Regions from separate parts of the Zea mays genome. Here region 2 is linked to region 1. A link is a contact called in public Hi-C data. All regions are on one chromosome and are shown on one strand. The core of a region is the stretch at or near the end of the contact, and the rest is flanking DNA. Distances in the headings are between cores, read along the strand shown. Region 1 holds the start of LOC100191726. Region 2 holds the start of LOC542023 (dxr protein).

Region 1 (4,825 bases), core at 563-3,062:
GCGGAACTACCGCGAATGGTGAAACTATTGCATGCCAAGTTGCCAACTGGAGTTAGGGGTTCTAGAAGGAACGGTGGATAAAGCTTCCTCTAGTAGGCTTCTAGAGCGTCCGTCGATCGGAGGAGGTAAACTGAATTATCCTAAAATACTGGATTGATACTAAAATAATTACACATATTTTTTTAAATAATTGACTTTTAAATTTAAATTAGATTATTAAACTTATGTTCATATCTTCTAATATGTTTAGTATAATATGTATTTGATTAGATTTTAGACATTGACTCTACAAAGAAGGATATTATTCTAAATTGTCTTTTTGTGGTGTTGCTCTCCCTCTCAGAATGAGCCATAAAAATAGGGAGAAGAGAGAACACAACAAATGGGACGGCTTTTCCATGATAGCCACGGGACGATGAGACCAAGATCTTTTTTCACTATATAGTAGAGTAATCGTCTTGGAACCTTGCATATTTCTAACTGAATACTAATCCCAGCGGTGAATCCAACGGTGGGCCACAGAGCTCTAACCCTCTCCCTACCCCGCTGTGAAGCTGTCGGACCAATGGAGTTTCTTTTCTTTTTTTTTTCTTTGGGATTTTAGATATAGATTGAGAAAAGACTAAAAGGGTGTTTGGTTTTCAACCGAAAGTCTAATCTGTGTCACTTGGATGTTTGAATGCCACTTACAAGTATTAAATATATTTTAATTAAAATAATTAATCACACATATGAAGTCTAGAATCTATTAACTCCAATTAATCCACTATTAATAAATGTTTAGGTAACATCACATCGGTAAATTATAGACTAATTAGACTTAATAGGTTCGTTTTACCGTTTTGTCCTCATCTATGTAATTAGTTTTATAATTAAACTATATTTAATATTTTTTAACTAGCATTCAAACATTCGATCCGATAGTAACTAAAATTTAGTAGTTCCATCCAAACACCCTTTAAGCCTATCTAAAGGTTGAAGGAGTCATCATTCTAGTTAGTTTAGTGTTTGGTTCTAGAGTATAATTGGACAGGATGACTCCATTCCAGTTTCTAAATATTGAATGGCCAAGTTCCCAGTTTTGAAGATAGAATGGCTTCGTTTCATTCCGTGAGCGAAGAGATTCGATAGTTTTTCAGAGAGCAGTAAGATTCAACATATTATAGAAATAGTTTTTTAGCCGCTCCGTTCCAGCCTTTTCCTCAACCAAACACTACTAATGGTGGAACTGTCTTGAACCAACCACAACATTTATCCTGAATTCACCATAGAATAATAGGCTATTTTGATTAAGACGTTAGACTAAACAAATGCAACCATCATTACACTATCTATAGTTTAATTAAAGAATCAAATGGCCATTTTGGACGGCCCTACCATGTTGCCTTAGGTGCTTGATGACCGTGATTTGAATGACGTGGAAAGATTTGTTGATTGGTGGTGCATTTTTCTTTTATCGGGGGGAGAACTTCGAGTTAAGGAAATGGATGAAGAATTATGGTTTCATGAAGCTGAAAATCTATTCTAAAAAGCGGTGTATAACGTGTGTATTTCAATTTTCGGGTAGGGGACTGTACTGTAAAGCAAATAGACCTCTAGCGAATCAAATATGAGGAGAAACTTTCGGCAAAAAAAAAACAGTGAGAGATGCAATTTTGTGTCTCTGATGTACCTTTGTTTCGCCTCGTGTGATCGTGTCCGTACGAAAATGTGTACTTCATGTCGTTTTTGCTTCGCTGCCCGAGGCAGAAACCGTAACAGGATAATCGTCCCAGAGACCCAGACTCCCCCGCTCCCAATCCCACCACCACCCACCTTCTTGCAATTGCAGCCGCCAGCCGGTAGTGGCAGTACGGCAATTTCAGCCTCAGCTGAAGGTCACTGTCTCTCTTCCATCTTTTTCTCTCTCAACAAAACTCCCTGAATTGCAAACTCCACCAAAACAAACTCCAAGCCCATCCATCACCAGTCCTCTGTCCCCTCCCCGACCGCAACGATCTGCTTTGCATCTTCCCCTTCCTCCAATTCCAGTCCCATGCGTAATCGTCTTTCGGAATTGAATCTCTCCATGTCATGGCGCTCTGAGCAAGTACAGCTGCAGTCAGTGAGAGAAATGTAGGCACCACAAATCGGTCCAGCAAATCCCTGCTCGTGCTCTACCAAAAAATCCAGTCTTTTTCCAGCCCAAATCCGCCTCTTCCGCTGCTGCCATAAAGTCCGGACTTTACGAGGCTTTCACGACGTGCGAGATTTCTGTTATCGATCTCCACGAACCCGATAGCCTGCCATAAAGTCTGCACAGACGCTTCGCATTGCTTCAACCAAAGATCCATCCAAACTCTGCACCCCAGAAAGCTAGTACGATCTCGGGGGGACATGAAGCGCCTGCAGTGCTTCAAGCAGAGCAGCGGCGGCGGCAATGGTGGCGGGCCGGGGAAGCGCCTGGAGCGGCGGCTGTCGCTGGGCGAGTACAAGAAGGCAGTGTCGTGGTCCAAGTACCTCGTAGCGCCGCCGGGGGCTAGGATCCGGAGCGGCGGCGAGGAGCTGTGGAGCGCCGACCTGTCCAAGCTGGAGATCCGGGGCAAGTTTGCGTCAGGCCGGCACAGCCGCGTCTACTCCGGCAGGTACACCGGCCGCGAGGTGGCCATCAAGATGGTCAGTCAGCCGGAGGAGGACGCCGCGCTCGCCGCTGAGCTAGAGCGCCAGTTCGCCTCCGAGGTCGCGCTCCTACTTCGCCTCCACCACCCAAACATCATCTCGGTATGAACTCATTACTTTGTTTCTTCTCATATTCTCTCTCTATTTTTTTTTAAAAATGATATTTTACTTTACCGCACAATTATTCTTGGCATGGACTTGGTTGATATGAGATGACCAGCTTAGATTTCGGACCATATCGTTTGGCCTGTGCCACCAGTGTAGTAAACTCTGTCCTCGGATAACCCAAGGCATTTCGTCCAGTCCAGCTTAAACAAATTTATGTCTGCAATGTATCCTTGTCCGGCTGTCTCAGATGTTCATTTCTTGAGCTGTCGGTGGAGGATCTGCCCCCTAACCACTGCATGGTACTAGTAATCTCTGCTATAAGAATCCTTGATTTTAAAACTGAATTGATCAAACGGAAAAAAGGAGTAAAAGTCCGGCGTATATGTGTTTGCAAGATACTTGTCGGGTTCTTGGTTTGATCTTTCTTTGAAGTGCCGAATTTTTATTTGTTTGAACACATTTTTTTTCAGTTGAAATTGTATGTCCCACATCATTGTTCCTTTGTTGGTTACTTGGTTGTTCTTTCTATCCGTGAAGTAGGCTGTAGGAGTTGTTAGGCTAACTGATCTTCACATTAAAGTGAAAACCTTTATGCTTTGCTTGGATTGGAGGGACAGGGGTGAAGATAAGATAATTCTGGAGTGAGGCTATTTGTGCTTACCTACACCGTAACAACCTGACAAACAGGGAGGCGACCTTTTAGTATGAAATTGATATTTCGATAGTGAAATGGTTGACAAGTATATAAAATTTGACAGTAGAATTGTTCAGGAAAAGACAAATCGTCCTGACTATGCCCCTTTTTTTAATCTTTTGTAACCAACCCCTTTCTATCCATAAGTAGTGCGGTTAGTTGGTACCAGCACTTTGTACTTTTGTAAAATGATGTTAATTTGTTTCTGAGTGTTTTTCTAGGGGCACTATCTGTCATACTATTTAGTGGAATCTCACATCGGTACATGTGAATAGTTAACGGCATCGAAATCTCTGTAAATGCTGCTTCAATTTAGCTGGCGAGAAGGATTTATCTCTATGCAATAGCGTTGATGATGGAATAACTGTATTTTTATACACTAGTGCTACAAAAAAACCTAAATGTTTAGATTAGTTCAATCATTGTCCAAGGTACCTTTTTCCTGGAAGGATGTGTAATGGCTTCATTGTGAAGATGTTGGGCGAAGAGATTCTGGGCCAATGGTTATACTGAGATTGCTATCCTTGCTTGATCAATCATGCTGTCTACTGCACCACACCATAGTCCATAGGTGATGGCATTAGATACTTGGCTGGCAAGTTATGAAAATGATGGCGTCTTCATGAAATGGGAGGTGGACCATGGGTAGCGTTAACATCCAAGCTTAGTTGGTTGCTCTTGTAGAAAAAACACATCTTGCTAGCAATGAATAACGGAGAATTGACGCAGAGAGGGATAGTTCATGTACAAGTAAACATCAGTCTAACTTTTCGCTTTACAAAGGGCCTGCCTTTTCCACTTGACACCTACAAGTCACATGGAAAAAGGTTGCTTTACGGAACCAACATAACTGAGTAAGCTTGGGAATTCGAATGATATTTATGCAAGTTGCAATTCCATTTTTTCCAATGTCCGGTAAATCTCTGAAGAACCTTTTTCTCAGTGAACATATCATAAAAATACATTTTCTTATATGATATCAAGTGGCAAGCTTGCATATGATTAAAGATTAACTATTTTATACTGTCTTATATTGCATCTTCGGCTAATCAAACGTGTGAGCTCATTTTGTTAAATTCTACTTGATATGGAACACCACTTAATGTCTTCAATGTTGCAGTTTGTTGCAGCATGCAAGAAACCACCAGTATTCTGCATCATCACTGAGTTCATGGCAGGGGGCTCCCTTAGGAAGTATCTACATCAGCAGGAGCCTCACTCAGTTCCCCTCAACCTAGTGCTGAAATTAGCTCTAGATATCGCTCGCGGAATGAGCTACCTACACTCCCAGGGTATACTCCATAGAGACCTGAAATCAGAGAACATACTTCTGGGAGAAGATATGTCAGTCAAAGTCGCAGATTT
Region 2 (5,012 bases), core at 1,463-3,962, 170 kb after region 1:
GTGCTATTCTTTTTTATCGCATTTGTGTATACATTGGAGGTAATGTTTCTCAATGCTTTGATGCGCAACTAAAAGTCGCCTAGAGGGGGGGTGAATAGGGCGAAACTGAAATTCTCAAAAATAATCACAACTACAAGCCGGGTTAGCGTTAGAAATATAATTGAGTCCGCGAGAGAGGGTGCAAAACAAATCGCAAGCGAATAAGGAGTGAGACACGTGGATTTGTTTTACCGAGGTCGGTTCTTGCAAACCTACTCCTCGTTGAGGTGGTCACAAAGACCGGGTCTCTTTCAACCCTTTCCCTCTCTCAAACGGTCCCTCGGACCGAGTGAGCTTTTCTTCTCAATCACTTGGAACACAAAGTTCCCACAAGGACCACCACAAGATTGATGTCTCTTGCCTTAATTACAAGTGAGTTTGATCTCAATGAAGAATCAAAGAAAGCACGATTGCAAAAGCCAAGCGACAAGAGCGGCAAATAACACACGGATCACTTTCTCTCTCAAGTCACTAATCACTAATGATCTCTTTTCTCAATTGTGAAACTTGGAGAGATGGAGGCTTTGAATGTGTCTTGGAATGGATTGCTAGCTCTTGTATTGAATGTTGAAGGTTGGAATGCTTGGGTTGTAAATGGAGGTGGTTGGGGTTGTATTTATAGCCACCAACCACTTCCTAGCCGTTGCTCCATTCTGCCGAGTGCGGACGGTCCGCCCGTCTGGTCCGGACGGTCCGCCCCTGTAGATCAACGGCTGAAAACGCAACGGTCAACAGTAACGGCTATATCAACGGCTATATTGCATTTAATGCGTCGTCAGATGTCAGATAAAGCCAGTCGCGGACGGTCCGGTCGTGCACCCCGGACGGTCCGCGAGGACGCTATAATTCATTTTTTTCGAACCCGTCACCTTCGGGTTTTTCGGTTCCTCACCTACCGGACGGTCCGCGCCTGAGGCCGGACGGTCCGCGTGAGATCTCGGACGGTCCTTGCTTTTCCTCCGGACTGTCCGTAATGCAGACTTGGATTTTTGCATTGGTTCTGTTCGAGAGTCATCCTGGTATTGCGGACGGTCCGCCGCAAGTGCCCGGACGGTCCGCGCTTGGCCTGTTTTTCCAAAAAGCTTCTCCTGTCTGGAATAATCTACGGTATTCCGGACAGTCGATTTAGTGCAGTTGTAAATGAACCTTTGGCACCTGTAGAACATATAATCTAGAGCAAACTAGTTAGTCCAATTATTTGTGTTGGGCAATTCAATCACCAAAATCAATTGGGAAATAAGTGTAAGTCTAATTCCCTTTCATCAACCATGATGAGAGCCAGAAATTTGCCAGCCTTTATCTATCTTGTTGCACGTGATATCTTACTCTCAATGCTCTCGCTAAGCATTCTAGATTAGTTTACTCTTAATGGGGCAGCATCCGGTTACTTAGAACATGTTTGTTCCCTTGCAGAATTATATAATCCAGCTTATTTTGTATAGATTATATAAGCCAGATTATATAATCTTGTTAGAGATGTTATTACACAAATTATTAGTTTGTAAAAAGCCAAATAATAATTTAAAATAAGAACCTAATGACTTGCTTATGGATTATTGTAGTCTATATATCTAAATTATATAATCCATTTCAATATGTGATGTTTGTTCGTCTTTTAACTTATTTAAGCTGGGTTATATAATCTAAAGGGTAAACAAACAGTGCCTTAGGCTCTGTTTCTTCCAGGATTATATAATCCAACTTATATATATTTGTTTTTTTTCCAGGATTATATAATCCAACTTATGGATTATATAATAACCTAATTTAGATATCTAGATTATATAATCCACCTAATAATATGTGTTGTTTGTTTGTCATTTAACTTATTTAAGCTGGATTATGTAATCTAGAGGGTAAACAAACATGGCTTTAGTTTGTCTTTTGACTTCTAAAAAGTTTGTGAACTATGAGCTTGGAAAACTATAATAAATTATGGGCTATAAAAAGCGTTTGTTTCAAAAAAATATAACTTATTTTATACCGCTATTTTGTTTGAAACAACTACTCGCTCCGTCCCAAATTAAAAATTGTTTTAGTTTTTAATGAATTCATACAATAATTAATGTGCGTGTTTGTATTTATTGTCTAGATTCATCATGATCCATTTAAATATAGATATAAAATCTAAAAGCTAAAGAATACTAATTTGAGACGGAAGGAGTAAAACAATTCTTAATTTTACCATTTGAAAAAACAACAAAACAAAAGCTAAAGTACTATTTAATGTGCTTTTAAACCTGTTCTATTTAAAATAGCTGCTTTAAAAAAACAAGTTCCTTATTTCCAGTTTTGATTTTTTTTTAAAAAAAAGAAAAACAGCTCCTAGCGGCTAGCCCAGGCATCCAATTTGACTGGCGGAGTTATCCCAGTCCATGAGTGGTGACTCTGTGACTGACTGGTCAGACGTCACCCTAGCCAGTATCACCAGCCGAGCCGACTGTCTGTGGGTCTGTCCACGCTCCTGAGTAGCAACTCACACAAGTCACCAAGCGAGCAATACAAAATCAGCGAGCAGGCGGGCTGGCATCGGCCGGTTGCGGTGGCATCCATAGGACTCTCAGATTCCCATCTCGTCTTCTTATCTCCACTTCTCCCTCCACACACATCCCCTCCTCTCTCTCCTCTGTTTATAAAACTCGCCAGGCGCAATCTCTCTCGCTCCGTCCATCCCCGTCGCCAGCATCGCTTCCACTTCGGTCTCAGCGACGGTCGCCACCACCGCTCCCCTCCCTCTCCCCCTCCTCGCCCAGCGGCAATTACCACAGCCTCCCCAGCAAGCCGGGATGGCTGCACTCAAGGCATCGTTCCGGGGTGAGCTCAGCGCCGCTTCCTTCCTCGACTCCAGCAGGGGACCTCTCGTCCAGCACAAAGGTTGGATCTTTTCCTCTTTCGGTGCCTCCTTTTTTTCCCCGATCGGTGCATGAGCTTATCTTCTTGCTTTTCCGGCCTTATGCACTCGAGACTTTGCCGCCCCTATGTTTTCTAGCCACTTTGATGATGCTTCTTGACCCATTCCCATCGATTTAGTTTGGTATTTCTGGGTTCCATTCCAAGCGTACTGCGATGTGTGTCACCGTGCGAATTTGTGCCGTCCTGATGTTCATCGCTCTTCATCCCACTTGCCGGCTATGCCTCGTTTACCGTTATAGGAAACGCTAATAGTATGGTTGGGTCCCGTCTCCGTGTAGAGTGAGTGCATGGGAACTGCGAGCCTCGGAGGGTATAGTCATTGTAAAGTTGCATACTCTGATTCTAATAACTGTTATGATTTTGACATCCTAAAAGGCAGGATTTTTCAGGTTCTCTGGAGAAAAAGTCACACTGTAGTTCCTTTACTACTCTGATTTAAAACATAGAATTTTCTGCTAACGCGGGTTACAGGGCCGGGATTTCCAGAATGTTATGCGGCCTTTTCTGTGTCTGGAATCGCCTCTTACGTGTGTCTGGAATCGCTTCGTTTGTCATCAGTCATCACATGGATGAATTAAATTCCGAAATATTTGGGCCTCAACTTGCTGTTTGCTACTTCAGACGTTGGAATATGTATTGTTCTTCGAATATATTCCCCACAGGTTCCAATTCAGTTTACACTTTCTAGTGATTTGATATGATCCAGAGGTGGTAGCACCGTTATCATGTGACGCTCGGTTAAGTTAACTGGTCGGTGCACAGGGGTATTGCAGTTTACATGAATGTTTACAGAATTTGTCAAATGAGGTCAATAATTCAGGGTTTAAACTCGTCCACTTTATGAACCATATTGCAGTCGGGGCACGGTTGCCGTGGTCTTTCTTACCTATATAGACTTATTTCTAGTGTAAATTCTGGTTACTAATGTTGTTTTCTAATCTTACTTTGATTTCTCATTGCAGTGGATTTTACGTTTCAAAGGAAGGGCAAACGAGCTATTTCACTGAGAAGGACATGCTGTTCTATGCAACAGGCTCCACCACCAGCATGGCCTGGGCGAGCTGTTGCTGAGCCTGGCCGGAGGTCATGGGATGGCCCAAAGCCTATCTCGATTGTTGGTTCAACTGGTTCCATAGGAACACAGGTAAAGGGATTTATCGAATACTCATGTATGAAATTTGTCAGTCCATAACGTTGATAGATCAAACTATAGCGAATTGGTGCTTATGCATCTGTTTGGAACCAATAGAATTGGTATATTTTGCATGCGGATCATTCATAGTAGTTCCATGTAATAATATTCTCATCCTTCTGGAACTTGTGGGCAAGTCTAATCAACATGTTGCTCATAACAGTTTGTTTGATGTTAATCAACATCTCTTACCTTATGATAAGTATTAAACTAGAGACACTGATATTCTGCAGCACTAATATTCCATCTTTTACATAATGCAAAGACATTGGACATTGTTGCGGAGAATCCTGATAAGTTCAGAGTTGTTGCTCTTGCTGCTGGATCCAATGTCACGCTTCTAGCTGATCAGGTACAGTGATGTTTTGAGTATATTCTTTTCTTTATGTCCTTTTTTCAAGCTCGAAAGAGATTTATACACTTGTTTGAACATTAAACAAGTAAGATAAAAACTATGCACTCATTGAGAGTTTTGGATGCAATTGACTACAGGTCAAAACATTCAAACCTAAGTTGGTTGCTGTAAGAAACGAATCATTAGTTGATGAATTGAAAGAAGCCTTGGCTGATTGCGAAGAGAAGCCAGAAATTATTCCTGGGGAGCAAGGTGTCATAGAAGTAAGACATTTCTTATGATCCTATGTATGTGAATAACTATAGGTTTGCTCTGAAAATTTCTCAAATATTCAACCCTTATTAGGTTGCTCGCCATCCAGATGCAGTTACAGTTGTCACAGGGATAGTAGGTTGTGCAGGGCTGAAGGTAATGCCTTTTCTGTTTAGCATATTGCTCTTTGTGCTTTCTTTTATGTTGGGTGTTCCAAGAATCTAATGTTGCAATAATACTTGCTAAGAATTTATAATATTT

What was found. A called contact is a pair of places that touch in the nucleus more often than the background predicts.
Region 2: a contact with region 1 is called in a Hi-C map of ear, with 2.1 times the contacts expected there. The contact joins the promoter of LOC542023 here to the promoter of LOC100191726 in region 1. A contact is called at or near these places in 4 of 25 Hi-C or Micro-C datasets (ear, endosperm and leaf).

The regions. Positions count from the first base shown.
Region 1 is chr3:30,172,526-30,177,350 of Zm-B73-REFERENCE-NAM-5.0, forward strand. LOC100191726 reads left to right here and starts at 1,813. Exons shown (of 3, transcript NM_001137155.2): 1 at 1,813-2,760; 2 at 4,581-4,825. The coding sequence starts at 2,377.
Region 2 is chr3:30,346,335-30,351,346 of Zm-B73-REFERENCE-NAM-5.0, forward strand. LOC542023 (dxr protein) reads left to right here and starts at 2,713. Exons shown (of 12, transcript NM_001111669.1): 1 at 2,713-2,913; 2 at 3,915-4,096; 3 at 4,410-4,496; 4 at 4,637-4,762; 5 at 4,845-4,907. The coding sequence starts at 2,826.